Linked DNA regions of Danio rerio: region 1 is linked to region 2. A link is a contact called in public HiChIP or PLAC-seq data. All regions are on one chromosome and are shown on one strand. The core of a region is the stretch at or near the end of the contact, and the rest is flanking DNA. Distances in the headings are between cores, read along the strand shown. Region 1 holds the start of engase (endo-beta-N-acetylglucosaminidase). Region 2 holds the start of suz12a (SUZ12 polycomb repressive complex 2 subunit a).

Region 1 (4,833 bases), core at 33-2,532, 290 kb after region 2:
AATTGACAAACATAGAGAATTGACTCATCAGTAATAATCATAATCAACAGGCCATATGCAATTAGTTTTTTGTCCAATCTACAGAAATTTGTACTTGCTGTTTGCAATTTGCTTAAATCAATAAGAAAAGCCAATCTGAAGTTAACAATAGGTTAATTGTTCAAACATCTAAACTTGTTGTTTAGAAAAATAAAAATTTCAATAGAGAATTGAGCCAAAGCAATTGAGTAAAACTGTAATGCACAACATGCAATGTTAAAGATGAGAGAGTCTTGATTTAACAATTTTTGGATCTTACAGATAAGAGACATCATTTGAAACTGTGGAAAGTGTTTTTTCACACAATAAAGACAAAACAATGTGCTTAAATATTGTATGAAATGCTTTTCTTGCAGATTGTTAACAAAAACAATCCAACATGTTTGCATTGTGCAGCCTCTTATGCCTATTTAATCTATGCAATTGCTTATATGAGAATCCAAATTGGTCCAACATGTAGTAAGTTAATGGTCTGCTGTTGGAATTATTTTATGTTTTTCGACAACTTTATAAAGGGAGGTACTTTGATGACACCAAATTTTACATGACTTCATTTATATTTAACATTCATGTACGTCAGTGTTTCTCAACCACGTTCCTGGAGCACCATCAACACTGGTTCTGGATGTCTGCTTTGTCACACGCATTACAGGTCTTTCAGTCCCTGCTAATAAGCTGATGATCTGAATCAGGTGTGTTTGGTTCAGGAGACAGAAAAAGTGCAGAGCTGGTGGTCCTCCATTAACGTGGTTGAGAAACAGTGATGCATTGTACCTTAAAAGCATCCAAAGCATGAGATTGTATAATTTCACATTGTGGTGCTTGAACTGATGTTAAAAAACCGTCATGAAGTTGGCCCCCCACCCAACACAGTAGAGTAATAAGGTAACAGTAGAGTAACTTAATTTCATAGAGGAACTTACATGGCAGCGTGGATGGCTCGAATGTTACGACTTCATGAACACTTTCATCAGCTGGTTGATCTAGGCAGGACTCAGAGCTATACAAACATCGCATTACATTAACAAATAAGTTACAATGCAAATAAATTGATGCTTTCTGTCAACCATAACTCATAAAAGGCGAAGTTACCTGACATCATCCTTAGGTATCTTGCCGCTTGTCGTTTCACTAACGTTACTTTTTCGTTTTCGAGCTATCATGTTGTCTTTGCCTTTTGTAGAAACACTCTCCATTTTACAAACCGTCAAAGGACAGCTAGTTTACAGGTACTTTCTATTTTTACCCGTCACTGTGGTAAACTAAAAGAGCAGACGCAGCTTCCGCGTGAGCTCTGATTGGCTGAATGAGAGTCCAACCATACGTGCTGGACAGAGATCATGCGTAAAGCTCTCTACTGTATATCCACCAGAGGCCAGAAGAGATTATTTTTGAGCTTCAAATGTAAAACTAGGTTACTATTTAAACTTTTATTTATTTAGTTTATAAGGGAGTCTTGTTGTGTTTTTAAAGGTAGGCTATTGAATAGGCTACTCAATCAAAATAGTAAACACAATTACATATAAGCATAAGTCATTAGCTTTTCTGACAGTCAATTTTAAGCAATGTTTAGATGGATTATTGGAGGGATGGATAGATAGATATTAAATGGTTTTATATTTGATTATAGTATCGCTACAAAAGGCAGTACTAGAAAATATTTGGATTAGTATTGTTTGGAAAACTTTATTACCAATCTTTAATGTCTACTTGTCATACACATGCATACTATAGTGCAATTGTAAATATATTTCTGTGAAGTATAGCTGTTAAATAGCCCATTTTTTATAAGAGAAGCCATTTAACATGCATTTTGAAGGGATTTTTAGAGTTAAAACTACTTTTAGTTACAATAAACAGGACAATAACTAAACAAAATCTAATCAACATCCATGAATCATGATTTTTAAAAATGGAATCAATTTTGAGCAGCAACAGAGTTTATATGGAATATGCATAATCATAATACAGTTATTACTTGCTTTTTTATTACAAATCATTTAGAAAATGCTAAATAAATTATAAGTGATTTATTGATTCTTATAATTTTTTTACTTTAAATATCCTTTCAAGAAATAAGTGCATTTTAATATTTTTTCACTTTGTAAATATAAATGTCATGCATATTAACTGGTTGAGCTTGCTTCTAGATGTTTTTGAGGTGTTTGAGATGAGTAATTTTGATAGCTGACTTGACGATGTGTACCAAATCTTCATTATTCAGTCGTTATTTAATGTTTGACACATTTTATTACGTTCATAACAACCTTAATAAATAGTTAGGTCAGAAATAATTGAAAAGTTATTCAAAATCAGATTTCATAATCTAAAGCAAGTGATCAAGCAGATTACAATAACAATTTTTAATAGCCATCATGTATAATTTGTAATAATAAAGGTATTCGCAATTAAAAGAGTGCTAAAATGTATCAGTTCATAAATAATTCACACTCTTTGTCCTCTTTGTCTCCATCCAGAATGTTAAAACACCTCTCATATCTATTCTCTCTATGTAGAATGGACATCCATTTGTCAGTCGAACAATAAATCTCTTCTGTTTTATTCCTCTTTCATCAGTCATGTGGGCCTGCATTCTGAATCGAGGGCTTTTAACATGCTATGAATGTCATGGAAATCTGGGGGTTTCATTTTCATCAACACATCCTGAAACATGGTCTTTCCTGAACTCACATAATATCATTGTTTTCCTTTATTGTATTAGTCTACATGAAGTGTATGAATCAAATCTCACAATTTAAGAATTAACTTCATACGTTACTTGAAGAGATGGAGTTTGTGGAGTTTGCATGTTCCCCCACAGTCCAAAAACATGCGCAATACGGTGAATTGAATGAACTAAATTGGATGTAGTGTATCAGTGTGTGTGTGTGAATGTGAGTGTGTATGGGTGTTTCTCAGTAGGGTTGTGGCTAGAAGGGCATCCCCTGCATAAAACATATGCTGGAACAGTTGATGGTTCTTTCAGCTGTGGCGACCCCTGATAAAGGACTAAGCTGAAGAAAAATAAACGAATGAATGAATGAATGAATGAATGAATGAATGAATGAATGAATGAATGAATGTTGGAAACCAATAGCCATTGACTTCCTTGGTATTTAATGTTCCTATGAATGTGAATGGTTACCAGATTCTAACATTCTTCAAAATATCTTAATTTTTGTTTAACAGGGGAAAAAATAAGCTCATAAAGCCTTGGAACCACCCAAGGGTGAGTATATATAGATTTTTTGGGGAAACTATCCCATTAAAGCAACTTCTGTTAAAAGTTCTGTTGTTGGTCTGCAGGGACATGTTTTGAATTTGTCAAGTCCTCCAAATTATTTCCTGTCTTTCTTTTCCTATTTCCTTTTGCACAGGCATACTTCCATAAAGGGCCATTGAGCTTGTTTACATTGATTGCTATTCTGAAAAGTCCTTAATTTATTTATATTGATGATGCAAAACATGCAGCTTTTGATGGCTTTGAATTCAGTCAGGACAGCCATTGTTGATGTGTTGTTCTGAATGTACAGCTGTCCCACATTACTAGGCCTGTGGGTTGATGATTAAATGATTGTGTTACACTGCAGAGCTGATCAATCCTCTGATTTCCCTACAGGCGAGTTCAGAGGCCAGTCCGATTCCCGGCAGAAACTCCAGCAGTCAAAAGATATACAATGAACCAGGCTATTTATAGAGACCACTGTTACTTTCTGGCATTAAAAAACAATACTCAATTGTTGAACAGCCTTATTGGGTCAAGCTAGATTTTTATAACAAACAGCAATGCCTTGGCACTTTTTCCAATGGTTTTAAAGTCTGTGTGAAATCAAAATTCACAATGTTTATTTTGCTAGTGCACATTGTTATTCTTTAAGTTTCATTCATTCATTTTCTTGTCGGCTTAGTCCTTTTATTAATCCGGGGTCGCCACAGCAGAATGAACCACCAACTTATCCAGCATGTTTTTACGCAGCAGATGCCCTTCCAGCCGCAACCCATCTCTGGGAAACATCCACACACACATTAACACACACACTCGTACACTACGGACAATTTAGCCTAACCAATTCACCTGTACCACATGTCTTTGGACTGTGGGGAAAACCGGAGCACCCGGAGGAAACCCACCCAAATGGCAGGGAGAACATGCAAACTCCACACAGAAACGCCAACTGAGCCGAGGTTCGAACCAGCGACCCAGCGACCTTCTTGCTGTGAGGCGACAGCACTGCGCCACTGCTTCGCCTATTCTTTAAGTTGAATAATTAATCTGTGCAACTTAATTAAATGAAAAAAAAATATTGATATATATATAGATATAAATATTTATTTGTTTTTTTTTTTTTTTTTTTTTTTTTTTTTGCTAACCTTTAATCAAATTCTGACCTTTTGCTTCCGCATTTGGAATGTAAGCTTCAGCCACAATATTTTTCACTACGCCTCTCTTCCTGTTAGTTTGCTACAAGAGAATTATGCAAAAAAAGACCCACCCCCTGCTCAACATTCTGTTTTAGTCAAAATGTGACTTAAAAGTCTCAGAGACTTCTGGTTTAAGTGGAATTTAAGGTGTACTTTTGTCAGTCCAATCAGAAATGGATGAGCTTGTCCTATTTTGACTACTTCCAGAAGCAGTTGAAACATTTGATTGTGACTGATTGCCTTCTGTGTATAGGAACTTTTAGTTGAATGTTTAGTTGAATTCAAACTATCACAATCAACATGCTACTCTCTGCCTACTGACCTAACGTGTAATCATAATCATGATGTGTTGTGAGAAAAAAAATACTGGTC
Region 2 (5,112 bases), core at 652-3,151:
AAAGGTGTGGCCTTTTGACGAACAAAGAGATTAAGATTCACATGTAATTGTTTTACCTTTTTGAATTAGTTCGCGAGTTTCTGTGGGACATATATGTAAGAGATCGGTGCAGGAAAATTGGCTGATGGAAAAGGAAAAAAATAAATTAATTAAAAATTATTGTGGCAGGAAAGTCCAAGTTTTTCACCTTGAGTCAACGAGCAATTCCAGCATTATAGATGTAACATTTGCAGTAAAACTCAATACATAAATTTATAGAGAAAGTATATGTTAACATTATATTTAAACATCCATTTATATTTACAAAACTAACCACAGAGTTATGGAATCAGAAAAATATCAATCTGCAAACATTTTTATATTTACAATGAGGGAAATAAACATGCGTTATGAATGTGACCAAAAAGGTTAGCAGGTTTGCAGTATAAAACATACTTTGTAGAAATTCTGTGAATTAAACTGTACAACCCCAAAGAAATAATGATAATCAAAAGGATAGGGGTTGAATCTCTATAGTACAAAAATGATTTATTTGATTTTACTTGACATTTTTTGCATTTATAAGGAAAAAGCTTGGGTTATGGATGCGACGCCTCTCTGTTATAAATGTGACAGGTGTAAAATTGCCATTTGTGTGACTTTGGAAATTAAATTTAATAGTTTGAAAACATTGCCAGAGACATTGGATTATTTTTACAGTACTGTAAAATACAAGCCAACACAAAAAACCTAGCAAGGGTTTTGCGATATTGGTGAAAACATTTTCTTTCATGGCAAGGTTGACATTTCAGTGTAATTGCTTCACTATAAACAATATAAATGACATAATATCATTGATTATAGCCTACTTACAGTTATGAGATTCCTTGTGCGAAGAAATCTGTATATTTGAGTTGGTTCTGTAAACAGAAGAGAAGAATCATAATGATGTTGACAGATGCAGATTCATGAAAAGTATGTTTATGTCAAAATTTATGCATCAAGTTACATGAACAAAATAAACATTATTATCTTACAACTTCTGCAAATCAATCATTGGCCACAGTTTAGCAAAACAACTTGTCTTAGCCAGTCTAAAAAAAGTCAAAACTACAGCATAGCTTTTCAAAGGTTTTGGGTTATTCATGGTTGTTTGTGTCTTTTTTTGTGTAACAACACCTCTCTCAATGACATTTTGAAATGATTAAACGCATTAAAGCACGTGTCATCTCTTGCACGTGTCTAATTTTCATAAAGGATGTGGCCTACACAACCATCCAAAAATGATATCCCTCAATTCTGACGAAATCCATAACATGACACCTAAAACTCTCGTCAAAAGTAACATTTAAGCATTTAATATACTACTAAACGCAATTTGCCGGTTAGTAATGTTATTGTTTAGCCTTCAAGCGAGGAGTGAGTGCATTCGTACAACTGTATACCCTTACTTGTGCTAGAAAACAACATTTTTTAATGTTTCCAAAGCAAACGGGGTAAAAAGTTAAAATTAGACCAACTTACTCTCGAACGCCTCCAGGAAGAGTTGGTGGTCGGCTTGGATCTGCTCCATCTTGAGTCGCTTGACTGAAGTCATCACAACACCGGACGATGCGTGAGCTCCTCCATTAGCGGCTTTACTCGCGCTGTTGCCATAAAAACCATTCCCACCCGAGCCGTGCTTTTGTGGAGCCATCCTAAAATAGCGTTCGTGGGGTCGAACGAGACGTTTGAAACGGAAGCCCAGCGGATTCAGCCGAGTCCTGAGCCCAAACAAAGGGAGAGCAGCCGAGACCGGTTCGCCCCCTCAACAAAGTAACAGTTAACATCCACGAGCAGTTCAGGCTGATTTGCAGACCGGATGGAATTGGCGACAACACGAATGCACGTAGACAATTAGGAAAAACAGGGTAATAACGTCCCAAAAGCGATCGCCTAGTGAACTCTTACCGGATCATGTGTAATTTGGATTCCACGCGACGGACTACAAAACAAACGCGGCAGAAAGTATGCTTAAATGTATGCGCTTCACTGCTGTTTGGCTACAGGAAAACTTCCGCTGTGGTCTGTATACACGAATATAATGTTACAAGTAAACCCAGAAGCCCCTCAGGGAAACAGCCTAAAGTCGAAAGTGCTGTGAATATTACCCGCCCTCCTTCTTGAATGCATTGCACACAGCTGATAAAAGCTCGAGTTTGAACATTACAGTCAAGTTTGGTAGAGAGTGTGCACTGTGCTCGCCGCTGCCTTCCGTTTCGCTTATTATGTTTTCGCGGGAAATTCGTTTTTTCGGAGCAGAGCGGGCGAGAAGATCATCAGAGTAGGAAATATGTTGTTGATGATTGCAAGATATTCAGTAATATGCTTCGTTAGATTTTTACCATTCATGATACTGTTATGGTGGGCACTTCTATGTACAGTGAATAATTGTTTATTATAAACTATGTACCAATTCAATATGGTGATTTCATTAGGCCATGAACATTTCCTGGTTGTTGTCAACTATTTCATATCTGTAACAAGCAAGTAACAAATCACAAATACTCCAACTACTGTATTTAAGTAGATTTTCTCAGAAATTAAAATTTAAGTTAGTTACTAAAATATGTTCTTTTACGTTACCTTGAGTACAGTTTTACTGCAGTATCGGTACTTTTACTCCACTACTTTCCTTCAACCTGCAGTCACTATTTTTATTCCTGTCAATGGGTATTAGAAAAATCAGTTCTGTGATTACTGTTCAATCAAATCGCATATAGAAGTAAAGAGGTAAATGTCATCTTTCTGAACGTCCTCAAGACATGGGTGATTTATAATTGCAGTAAACTGTTTGGAAGCATTAAAAGTGTCCAAGAAGATGTGCAAAATCTTTACATACATTGACCAAGAGACTGTTTAGATGCATGTCACTGATGAGAAGATAACGGATGATTACTGTACGATGACTAAAATGGCTTCAAACACCCAGCAGGCACAAGACATCAACATGACGTCAGATTGACATTGTACCCTATTGTGATGGGGGCGTTGCAGTTTGTTTGAAAATGAAAGTGGGGTTCATGTCAGAACCCAACATCAGGCCAATGTCAATGTCCAGCGTCCTACCTAAAATCAAGCAAATATCAATGTCTAAGAGTTACGGCTTGACGTTGTGTGGATGTTACCACTGTGACGTCTATCAGATGTTGGATTTTGGTTGCCATACCTGACGAATAAATAATAGTATTTGACGTTAATCTGACGTTGGTTTAAGATGTTGGCTTAACTTCAGACTTTGGTCACTTTCCAACACAATCTGAAATCAACCAATTGTCCTTAGACACGGGCTAGACATTTAATATTAGTCACCCGATATCACATCCTAAATCTAACTTGATATTAACGTCTTATGACGTTGTGTACACACATTCACAATGTACATTTACACACATTCACAAATTACATGTAAATGCATCAGCTTATCACAGCGTAATACACACTCTTGAGAACTTTAGAAAGGTCTAGTTTTACTCATACTTTGAGTAATACTTACAACAGATACCCAGTACTCTACCTGCACTTCATTTTTAGGCAAGTAAAGGTACTTTTACATGAGCATGATATTTCAGTGCTTTTTCCACTACTGGTGAGAGTTCAATCATAACTTGATGTTATAACAGCTATCATAACAATATTTATGAATATGTGGAACTTTTTGGCTCGCAGAAGCTATTTAAATTTAAAATGTAAAACAGGAAATACGTCAGGACCATTGTGATTGTTTACATATCTCAAAAGGGTCTATATTAAAAATAGATTGTTCATCACAGCTCCTTGTTCTTGAGGAATTGTTCAGACAAACATCTTCAATGTTCAGATTCTTTATAGGCCTATTATGCATAAGCATTAATGTTAAATTATGTGAAATTGTTAACTGATGTTTAATAAGTCATTAAAATAAAAAGTTGTAATTAGTAACAAAAAAATAATGCTATTTTACAACATTTGTAACAACTTCTGTAACAAATGTACCTATTTCTCATTGTTTGCATTAGATAACGCTTTAACTTACTATGGGATCTCATTGTAAAGTGATACTATATTGTATTTAACAATCCTTTTTGCAATTTGATTTGTTTGATAAGGTGTCACGGTAGCATAATTTCCTCACAGCAAGAAGGTCACTGTTTCGAGCCTCGGCTGGGTCAGTTGGCGTTTCTGTGTGTAGTTTGAATGTTCTCCTCGTATTGGTGTGGGTTTCCTCTGGGTGCTCTGGTTTCCACCACAGTCCAAAGACAGGTGAATTGGTTAAGCTAAATTGTCCGTTGTCTGAGTGTGTTTCCTAGTGTTGGGTTGCAGCTGGAAGTGCATCTGCTGCGTAAAACATATGCTGAATAAGTTGTCGGTTCATTCCGCTGTGGCGACCCCGGATTAATAAAGGGACTATGCTGAAGGAAAATTAATAATATTTTACTTTGTTTTTTTTATTGTTGTGATGTTTCTTCTTAAGAACATTTTTACTTACTTTCTGCCTCTGACTATATTACTTTCTTACACATATTAACAAAAATATCTGGGTTTTTTTCCACTAAACTTTAATAAACCAGCTTTAGGAAAGCCTGTTGATTTGCAGCTGATCAAACACACTATTGCTTTAAGAAAGGATTTAAAAGGCTTTGTATCTCATTTCAGTTCATTCATTCATTTTCCTTCGGCTTAGTCCCTTTATTCATCAGGGGTCGCCACAGCAGAATGAACTGCCAACAAGCAGTGGATGCCCTCTGCCAACTCATTTTAGTTTATTAAACGTTAATCAGTGTAACAATATCAAAATCCCCATAAATCTTAGAATTAATTGTTTGATGGCACATTAAAAGTCTTAAAAACACAAACTATTTGGGTCATTTAAGTTTATCACCAGTTTACTTATTTGTAGCAAAAGGTTTTATATATTTTAAAACATATTTAAAGATTGTATGATCCTTTATTATCTTATTTAAATTGTCACCTTTTTTTGAATGAATATTATATATGTAATAATACTAGCCTATGTATTATGTACGATGACAATTTTTCTTTTTAGCTCTAAAATTGACATTTTTTTTAACTTTATTTCGCATAAGTGTGGCCGCTCTCATTTTAATTGGAAAA

Evidence for each region. HiChIP or PLAC-seq counts read pairs in DNA pulled down with a chosen protein or histone mark.
Region 1: an H3K4me3 HiChIP or PLAC-seq map of gastrula embryo shows a contact between it and region 2, with 3 times the contacts expected there. The contact joins the promoter of engase here to the promoter of suz12a in region 2. A contact is called at or near these places in 2 of 4 datasets of contacts at active chromatin or transcription factors (embryo and gastrula embryo).

What each region holds. Positions count from the first base shown.
Region 1 is chr3:35,010,060-35,014,892 of GRCz12tu, forward strand. It overlaps engase (endo-beta-N-acetylglucosaminidase), which reads right to left and starts at 1,283. Exons shown (of 14, transcript NM_001080578.2): 1 at 1,132-1,283; 2 at 963-1,039. The coding sequence starts at 1,235.
Region 2 is chr3:34,721,873-34,726,984 of GRCz12tu, forward strand. It overlaps suz12a (SUZ12 polycomb repressive complex 2 subunit a), which reads right to left and starts at 1,902. Exons shown (of 16, transcript NM_001003529.2): 1 at 1,504-1,902; 2 at 853-899; 3 at 57-121. The coding sequence starts at 1,675.